2 separate regions of the Sus scrofa genome follow, and region 1 is linked to region 2. Evidence: chromatin contacts called from public HiChIP or PLAC-seq data. All regions are on one chromosome and are shown on one strand. Each heading gives the region's core, a stretch centred on a gene start, on an enhancer-like site or on the middle of the called end of the contact. The rest is flanking DNA. Distances are from core to core; before and after follow the strand shown. Region 1 overlaps EIF2B2 (translation initiation factor eIF-2B subunit beta). Region 2 overlaps DLST (dihydrolipoamide S-succinyltransferase).

Region 1 (4,849 bases), core at 1,794-4,293, 140 kb after region 2:
CCCAGGGAAAAAGATGTATTGGCAGTGGCATATTCCCAAACCTTAAATAAATTCAGAGACAATTCTCTTTTTCATTTTCAATAATTTGTGCTGCCCCTCCCCCAAAGGGGATACATCCTATCTTGTGACTCACTACATGATTTGCCCCTTCCTTGTGGCCCAGTGTTTTACTTTCTTCCCAGTATGATTATGGTAGTGAAAACTAAGAATCTAGAATGCACCAAGGCAAGGCAGAATGGAAGCAATTACTGCAGCAACCCTGCTTTCAGAAACAGCACGGCATAAATACAGACTGTTCCAAGAAATGCTAAGAGGATTCTAAGCCAACTGCTGGAAAAAATTATCAGGGAAATGCTATCCTATACTCAACAGCTGTGATATAGTGGAAAGATCAACATTTAGAGTCAGAAGACCTGCATCTGAGTGCCTGCTCTACCTCTTAATATTTGTTATGACCTTGAACAAGTCATATAATCTCTTGGTCTCAGTGCCTCATCCGAACAAAGGAACAACAGTTATGCTCACACCTCACAGAATTATTGTGCAAATGTACATTAGCAACATCACATCCTCGTGGTGGCACTAACCGTAAGAGTCTCCTTTGTTCCTCAGTCACTGGTATCTCTAGCGGAGGATTTACAGTGGAAGACAATAATTTTTTCCGACCAGAGCCTTGTGCCTGTTGCTTCTCATAGGAATCTATTGAGAGAAAGTTGAATGGGTTAAGGGCAGGAGGTGAAGTCTTCTAGATTCAGATAAAAATGAAGACACAGTCATGGAATTATTACAGTGCTTAGCGGTGTTCAGTTCAATGTTCAATTTTTGGCTTTGAATTTCCATTAAAGTCAGACTAATAACTATCTAGTTTGTTTATTCATTTTAGCAGTATTTTCTTTTTCTTTTTTTTTTTTTTTTTTGTCTTTTTGCCTTTTCTGGGGCCACTCCCGTGGCATATGGAGGTTCCCAGGCTAGGGGTCGAATCAGAGCTGTAGCCACCAGCCTACACCACAGCCACAGCAACACGGGATCTGAGCTGCGTCTGCGACCTACACCACAGCTCACGGCAATGCCAGATCCTCAACCCACTGAGCAAGGCCAGGGATCGAACCTGCAACCCTATGGTTCCTAGTCGGATTCATTAACTACTGCGCCACCACAGGAAATCCTAGCAGTATTTTCTTAAATAAGAAATATAAGACTTAAATCTTACATTCAAATGAACAAATGCAATGTTCCTACAGATAGGCGACAGATGTAGTATCAGTAACAAAGGCTGACTATGGTGGATTACTGGGGAGATACGAGGGGTTTACTACACAACCCAATGGCTCAAGAAGCCTTCCCCATTCCTTTAGAGGGATTTCCCAGTCTCTGAAGAAAACTGGTCAGTACTGTTCTCAAATGGCCCAGGGCCTATAGCAAGGAAGCTTTTCTAACCCTGCTTTTACTGTATCTTTCCCAACTTATTTTACAAGGAAAAATGAGGACGGAAGTAACATCATTGCCATTCTACTGCTATACCTCCCTAGGTCCTCACCTAACTCTTTAACATTCCAGGGTTTTGTTATTTTTATTTTTTATTATTTGACCACAGGAATAAAGATTTTTCTTGGCATTTTACATCTTGGGGAAACACTACCTCATGATGAGAAAAAAAGGGTGGCAAAGGTTAAAAAGCACACATTGACTTTGGAAGAATACATAATGAATTAGTGATACAGGTTACCTCTGGGGAGAGAAACTGGGTGGGATGAAGGACAAAGGTAGAAAGGAGACTTTATTATATTCTTCTGCACCTTTCCGATTGGAACCGATTTGATTATACTACCTATTCAAAAACAATTACATTTTAAGATAAAAACAAAAATGTTGGGCCTTCTGAGGTACTGGTGGTCTCTACTTGATGAACTGTGAAGAAGGGAGATCCCACGGGCATACTGTCGTAATAAAGTAGCCTGATCCTTAGGGCTGATGATAAATAGATGGCAAATATGCCTCTGCCCACATAAGTAAGGCCCATGTGTTTGAATGAGTAAAGTGAATTACTGTGTACTTTCAGTTATAAAAGAACCTGAGCCAGCAGACTCCAGCTTAATTTTTTCATTAATTTTTTAAACTATAATTAATCTTTTTTCTCAATAGTCACAGTTGGAAAAACTCCTTCAGGTACATTAATTCTGCCGGGGAGTCTCCAAGCTTTCCTAGACCTCAGGAGATTCTTACCAGCAATCAGCTGCTCCAGGCGGATGCGCTCATGGGCGGCGTGCTGGTCCACTAAGACTAGCAGGTTTCCACCTAGAAGACCAGCAAGGAGGACCAGGATTTCAAATTCTCAGCTCAAGATTAAAATAATCATGTTGTGGTGAGGGAGCAAAAGGTTAATTCAAACTATTTAACAACATGAGCTAAGAGAAGCACACAAACTGAAGAGTCACAACTATTTCTTTTGTTTCCTAAAAAGTTGAAACTATAGGAAAAACTACAACAAATGTATCCCCTGATGAAAAACTCATTAGTTCATTAGTATTTCATTTCTTTTTTTCTTTTCTTTTTTTTTTTTTTTGCCATTTCTTGGGCCGCTCCCGCGGCATATGGAGTTTTCCCAGGCTAGGGGTCTAATCAGAGCTGTAGCTGCCAGCCTTCGCCAGACCACAGCAACACAGGATCTGAGCCGCGTCTGCGACCTATACCACAGCTCACGGCAACGCCGGATTGTTAACCCACTGAGCAAGGCCAGGGATCGAACCCACAACCTCATGGTTCCTAGTCGGATTCATTAACCACTGAGCCACGATGGGAACTAGTATTTCATTTCTAAAACAAGGTGAAAACCCCACATTCTTAATGTTTATATCCTGATTTTGCTTTATTAATTCAACTTTGATACCATGAAGGTTCATTAAACCACACATTTTATAATCAGCTGACTTTGATTCACAAGCTACTCTGAAACCCATGAAGACTGTAATTGTATTACACTTTAGATCAGAGGTCAGCACTCTTTTTCTGTCAAAGGCCAGGCAGTAAATGATTTAGGCTGTTGGGACACATGGTTTCTGTCACAACTATTCAATTACTCATTCTTAATCATGGACAGTATGTGAGTGTTGTAGCTGTGTTCCAATGAAACTTTACTTACAGACACCAAAATATTAATTTCATGTAATTTTAATCTCCCAAGAAATATTATCTTCCTTTGCCTTTTGTTCAACTATTTTAAAATGTAGTATACCTGAAACTAAGGTAACATTGTAAATCAACTATATATCAATTTAAAAAAAGAGTAAAAACCATTCTTATCTCCCTGACTGTACAAAAACCAGTGATGGCTACTAGATCTGGCCCTAGGTCATAGTTTGCCATGCTTTAGACTCAAGCTTCCCAAACTCTGATGAGCAGACAGTCACCTAGGGATCTTGATAATTTTTTTTGGCAGCGCCTGCAACATGTGGAATTTTCCAGGCCAGAGATCAAACCTGCACCACAGCAGCAACCCAAGCCATAGCAGTGACAAGGTTGGATCCTTAACCCACTGCCACCAGGAAACTCCTATTGATCTTATTAGATTCAGATTCTGATTCAGTAGATTAGGGATGAGACACAAGATTGTGCAATTCTCACAAACTCCTGGGTGACATTATTTACAGACCATGATTTTGAGTAGCAAGGCTATAAACTCTCAAGTGTGAAAGAGAAGCAGAATGTCCTGACCCCAAAGCCAAACCTATCAGGAAATCTCTTTCTCACTGACAGGATGACTGATTCTCAATTATATTATTACATATTTTTAGCTTATAACTTTAATATTTTTGGCCAAAGAATTGACATTTATTGTTATTGATTATACTGAAATAAAAGTTCTCCTCTTGAATTTGATCAAAATAGATAATGCCTGTTGTTCCTATTTCTACTAAAGATTAAAAAGCTGTTTCTATGACACCATCAAATTCATGGCATGAGAGCTTCAGACTTAAAAATGGATTATAATTTTTCTGACAGCATGTGTAACCACAGAACAGGCCCCAAAATGCTGAATTTTAAACTCCTTTGAGGTTAGGAGGAGTTGCAGCTGGTTGTGATGAATACCGAACATCCTGTATCGGGCAAAACAATGGAATAAATAATAAATTATGAGGGAGTAACCTCAAACTTGAAACTAGAGCCAATGTGAATTACCAAGAGTTAGGAATCCTAAGAAATCAATCCTGCACCTGATTCTAGAGGATTATATAATCCATAACAAAGTTCATGATGTTGTCCATTCCTTGAATGAAGCAGAATATATGAAAGTAATTTACTCATGTCAGGGCTGTATTTTTGATATTTCAAAACAACACATAGAAACTTCATAAGGGCGAGGATTTTTGTTATGTTCCCAGCATGCACCAGGCACATAACAGGTGCTCAAAAAATATTGCTGAATAAATACTTATGCTATCCTAGTTTTAGCTTAACATTCATAGCTTATTCTTTATGCTATCATAACTGAACAGTTATATTTTTTGTAGGTGGAAACATGCCATAAAAAGTGCTATTAGATGGCATTAATTTCACCATAATTTAAATCAGTAATATATTTGTCCATTACAAAAATATGTACAAACATTAAGTCAATTATAGGAATAGATTGCTTTTGGTATTCAAGAGTAACAAAAACATATCTTGACTTAGAAAAGTGCTTTTATCTAAAAATCTCCTTGGTGGCAGCTAACCAACAGAGTGACAATCTAGAATATCGAGAAATTTAAATATGTCCCCTCTATTTCTCTGAACATCTGCAGATCTTGTGGCTATTCTCATCTCAGATGCCATTAGTGAGATTTTGGTATTAAACAATAAAGAATTCCAG
Region 2 (5,251 bases), core at 683-3,182:
AGGCAAAGGGGATTGCTTGTGCAAAGGTTTTCAGGCAGGAAGACTTGACTCGTCATAGAAATGGAAAGGAAGCCTGTCTGGGAGGGCTGGGCAGGAATGTGTAAAGTTTTTGGACTTTATTCTAAGAGCCATGAGGTCATAGGCACCTGGCACAATGTTAGCTCAGGACTCTCAGTAATAAACTTTTTAGTTTGGAATCCTGAAAAATGTCAGTAAAGGTTTTCTCCATTTTAGAGACTAGCAGGACAATGGGAAGAGCTTTGTATTTGGGGTTTACATTGTGGTTCAGCACTTCTCCTTGGGCTCGTCACTTAACCTCCAGAAGCCTTTCTTATGTATGAAATGGGGATCATGGCAGATGGTTGTTCCGCTTCAGGGAGCTGTGAGGCGAAAATCAAAATGAGGTCATTATGTGAAGGATTTTTATCAACTCCAAAGCACTGTACAAATGAAACTTGCTATAAGATGAATTCTGAGTTGGACTTAGGATTCCAGAAGTTGGTATGGGCTGGCTGTTCTAGCTCAAATACATGCTATGCTTGGGGTTTTTACTGCATAGTCATTGGCTACTGGACATGGAGGTGGGCACAAGAGAGAATTGTCTCCCGTTCAGTGGCTCCTGTGCCCATGGTTCAGAAAGAGTTATTAATAGATCTGAAAAAGTAAGACCCAGGAGAGAATATATTCAGGTGAAGCAGATAGAGTGATTAGTTATTGAGGAAATGCAGTCATCTGTGCTAAGGACAGTTGGTGGGGCAGAGAGGAGCTCCCACCTTGTTGAGTGTGACCAGAGTGGAAGGTCTCAGGGAGGGGGGAAGACAAAACACTGAAAGAAGGGATAATGATTTGCTCAGTCCTAGAACCAGCTGGAGTCCTTGGGCCTAAAGTAGCCCAGTCTTTGCTGCTGAGGTACAGGCAACAAGACTTCCAGCTCAGTGTATTTTAAATAACCAGGGAAACAAACTCAGATCAAACATTTCCACTGCTCCTCTGATTAGGCTGTGTCTTCACAAGATAAGCCATCATGTGTTTTTCTTAAGCTTCAGTTGTATTTGAAGACTTGCAGAGTAGAGGCACTTTATTATGAAAACATGTAGGGATAATGAGAGTTTATGAATTTTAAGGTAAATAAGATGATAGAATTCTCCCCTTTCTTCCTCAAACACCTTCCCACCCACAGTCCCACATACCTGTTCTCTGCCATAACAGTTACTTTGGTGGAAAAGTTTTAAGAAGCAGGACTTTCTGATAAAGATGATATTATTGCTTGCTGTTGATCCTGCTCTATCTCAGTTAGGGGGTGAACAGACGTCTTTTCCATTCCCAGCAGGTATCCTGTGTAAGATAAAGAGTTGTTGGTTAAGAGTTGTTTTGTTTCTTGCAGGGATCTCCTTATGTCAGGGACCAGGTTACCCTGACAGCAGGAAGATTGTGTAAGTATCACTGGGGAGCATAGATATGTGGACACGGGGTATTTAAGACATCAGTTTGACTGTCTGCTTTCTTCATTGACTTTCAAACCTAGAAATCAGACTGTTTGTGTTGAGTCCCTAGATCTAACCTTGATGTTAATTCATGACATGTGCTTGAGCTTTAGCTCCATGTTAAGTGCTGGACCAGGAGTGTGCCTGTCCTCAGGTGTTTAAATTATAATGAAGGTGAAGCTGGAACCCTCTTTTTATGAGAATAGATGTAGTGGGGTGCTCCTAAATATTCTGGTTGGATACAAGTGAAGCTGAAAAGCTGGAGGTTACATTTATTGCGGCGATTAAGAGCATCTTTTTGGTTGCATAGTTACTCCCTTTAAAAACAGTAAAAGCAAAGAGTCTTGCTAATTATAATTCTATTATTGCATAATGCAAGGTTTGGAGAAAGGCCACCCATGCGCGTTTGAGGTTAACTTCTGCTTATGAGTGTTGCTTAATGCTACTTTGCATTCCAAGTGTTTTCAGGGTGGTGCTAAGAGGATGCTCTCTAGCACTGTCAAGCTACTTTCTCTACAGGGGGAATCTTCAAAATGAAGGGTCAGCAGATTAGCGCCTTCTTCAGTGCGCATTACAGTGTTTGGTCTTTTGGTTTTTTATTTGAGAAACTGATGCACACACTACTAGAAATATGAGTTCCTGTGTTATTTTTGGAGTGCAGTTTGGCATTCATAAGTATTTGAACTGAGTGAACCTTTTGATATAGCAATTCCATTTTTAGGAGTCTATACTGAAGAATGCCCAGCATACCCACATTTCTCTTAAAATGGCCAAATAACAGGGGATTGGTTAAGCTTTATTCATTCTATAGATGGGAAAAAGCAGGTTATAAAATGGTTCTCTTTTCTACCGTATGGTATAATCCCATTGTAAATGTTCTTTTTGCTGTTTCTAACTGTCATACTGTGAACATCTACTGTGAGATTACTTTTATAATTTAAAAATTATTCAGGGAGATTCACAATATTACTCATCTGCAATTTAAATGAAAATTGGAGCAACCACAAATCTCCGAACAATAATAAACACCACAAATAACCATTTTAAAGTAAATTATTTTTAAAAACCCCTAAACTTTGAGGGATAAGGATTACACCTTGGATGAGAGTATTACTCTAATAACAGTTTTTATGTTGTTCAATGTCTCTTTTCTGTGAATAAGATAATCATTTTACTTAAACAAAAAAAAAAAAAAAAATTTTTTTTTTAGGGCCACACCCGTGGCATATGGAAGTTCTCAGGCTAGGGATTAAACTGGGGCTACAGCTGCCAGCCTATACCACAGTCACAGCAACTCCAGATCTGAGCCACGTCTGCGACCTACACCACAGCTCACGGCAATGCTGGATCCTTAACCTGCTAAGTGAGATCAGAGATGGAACCCACATCCTCACCGAGAGTAGTTGGGTTCATTACCACTGAGCCACAATGGGTACACCCAAATACAGTTTTACAATAAAAGATTTTTATGTGTTTATTTATAGCTTACATGATTCAAAAGTAAAGAGTATCCATGGGAAGATTTTATCCTTGTTCTGTGGTGCCACCAAGTTCCTCCTCCTGGGGACAGCCAGGACTGCAGGTTCTCAGGTGTCCTCAAAGAGCAGTCTCTGCATTTACATGTTACCTGTTAGTTCTTGCCCTGAAACATGGTTTTGAACTTTACACAATACTTTGTACTCCATTTTTTTTTTTTTTTTTTTTTTTTTTTTTTTGCTGCCACTTGCAGAAGTTCCTGGGCTAGGAATTAACCTTTGCTACGCAGTGACAGTGTGACAGTGCTAGATCCTTAACCCACTGAGCTATCAGGGAACTCCTATATCTATAATTTTTAATAACATACGTTTTTTTCCTTTGATTTTTACATAGACTTTATAGTTATTTTGATGTTAGAAAAGTAAAAATAATCAAAAGGCAACTTTTGATAGAAAGGTGTGGTAGAATGTTCAAACAACCTTGAAGTGTAGAAGGTGAAAGTCTCCATCAGATCAAATTACTTTTCCAAAATGCATGTGTTATGTAACAGATAACCATAGGTGCCATGTATTATCTACGTCTGCCACTCTCCAGTGATAACCACTATTAATGGTTTTTCTTGGTGTTTTTGTTTGTTTGTGGGGGGTTTTGTTTGTTTTGTGCATAACACCTTTTTACTTGTTAACTGGCTTATCTTGCTGTCCTGTCTGATCTAAATCTTTAATCCTGAGGACAGAAATTCTTGTGTATGTGACAACTGGTATGTACCCTGAGGGCACAATGTATTTTACTTGGATTTAAGTTAAGAAAAACCAGTCAGGAAGCTTAAGTCCTTTTGGTAGGTATGCAGAGGACTAAGATGGCTATCTTCTTCAAAGACCCAAACGTAAGTCTGCTCTGTGAGAGCTGGCATTTCACTGCAGCACAGGCTCTTGGTCTTACCCAAGGAACTCACTGTTTAAGGCACCCAAGTCATCCAGGCTCTGTGCTAGACCCTCTGAGTCAGAATCTCTGGGAATGGGGCTGGACATGTGTGCTTTGAAAAAGTTCCCCCAGGCAACACTGATGCGCACTCCTAGTCAGGAATCACTGATGTAAAGAGGGAAGGTGACGCGGGTTCCCATTGTGATGCAGCGGAAAAGAATCCAACTAGTATCCATGAGGTTGTGGGTTCGATTCCTGGCCCCGCTCAGTGGGTTAAGGATCTGATGTTGCCGTGAGCTGTGGTGTAGGTTGCAGACGCGGCTCAGATCCTGTGTTGCTATGGCGTTGGCTGGCAACTTTAGCTCCGATTCAACCTCTAGCCTGGGAACCTCCATATGTCATGGGTGCTGCCCTAAAAAGCAAAAATAAAACAAAGAGGGAAGGTGACCCATGGTGCCTTATCTAGACTAAAATATCACCCGCTAAAGTTTACTTTTATTTTTGTTTTGTAGCATTAGCAACAGTAGTGTCTTGAATGTTCGATTCTTCAGAACTACAGCTGTGTGCAGTAAGTATCTGCCTTCAGCTCCCTGCTTCTTGGGAATGGAGTTTTAATGGGAAGAACTATAATTGACTGAATTTAATTCAAGAAAAATTGAAAAGAAATATGGACTGTGTGTGATTTTTGTTTTGTTTTGTTTTTAACCTCTTTTCCTAGAGGATGATGTGATTACAGTCAAAACCCCAGCATTTGCAGAATCTGTCACAGAAGGAGATGTCAGGTGGGAGAAAGGTAAGACTTAGTGTCCTCTCACTTCTTTAGGTTTAAATACCTTTGAAATGTCCCTTTTACGTCCCCTACCCTCACAGTAATCAGTGGAACCTATTGCCCCCCTCTTTACATGCATCGACCTTCTCCTGGCCTATAGGAAAGGGGTCTTGTAACATACCTGCCAGAAAGGATTTTGGAGCATCTCACTCCCCCCTGCCCCTGCCCTAATAGGTAGCCTTTGCCTGTCATTTCAGCTGTTGGAGACACGGTTGCAGAAGATGAAGTGGTTTGTGAGATTGAAACTGACAAGGTAGGCTTGTGCTATATTACTACCAACTTTTCATGGTCTTCCTTTGGTTTCTTAACCTAATAGAAGGAACAGGGACTTAACTGTTAAATTTAAAAATAATTTTTGAGGAGTTCCTGTTTTGGCTCAGTGGGTTAAAAACCCAACTAGTATCCATGAGGATGTGGGTTAAAGATCTGGCGTTGCCCGCAAGCTGAGGCATTGGTTGCAGATGGCCTTGGGTCTGGTGTGGCTGTGGCATAGGCGTCAGCTGCAGCTCTCATTCAGCCCCTAGCCTGGGGGGAACTG

The links. HiChIP or PLAC-seq counts read pairs in DNA pulled down with a chosen protein or histone mark.
Region 1: a contact with region 2 is called in an H3K27ac HiChIP or PLAC-seq map of alveolar macrophages. The contact joins two enhancer-like sites. A contact is called at or near these places in 1 of 5 promoter capture datasets (fetal liver), 1 of 47 Hi-C or Micro-C datasets (liver) and 1 of 2 datasets of contacts at active chromatin or transcription factors (alveolar macrophages).

Annotation. Positions count from the first base shown.
Region 1 is chr7:98,227,963-98,232,811 of Sscrofa11.1, forward strand. All of the region lies in intron 7 of EIF2B2 (translation initiation factor eIF-2B subunit beta), which reads left to right. It also overlaps a transcript of ACYP1 not described here. Among named protein-coding and RNA genes, the nearest start is that of EIF2B2, 27 kb to the left of the region's middle. Within about 2 kb of position 3,044, at least 2 of the 83 cell types and tissues checked have an H3K27ac peak or open chromatin away from gene starts, as enhancers often do. A contact at or near this core is called in alveolar macrophages, where this site is marked.
Region 2 is chr7:98,093,024-98,098,274 of Sscrofa11.1, forward strand. DLST (dihydrolipoamide S-succinyltransferase) reads left to right here. Exons shown (of 15, transcript NM_214397.1): 3 at 1,385-1,433; 4 at 4,397-4,452; 5 at 4,603-4,677; 6 at 4,911-4,966. Among named protein-coding and RNA genes, the nearest start is that of DLST, 4.5 kb to the left of the region's middle. Within about 2 kb of position 1,933, at least 3 of the 83 cell types and tissues checked have an H3K27ac peak or open chromatin away from gene starts, as enhancers often do. A contact at or near this core is called in alveolar macrophages, where this site is marked.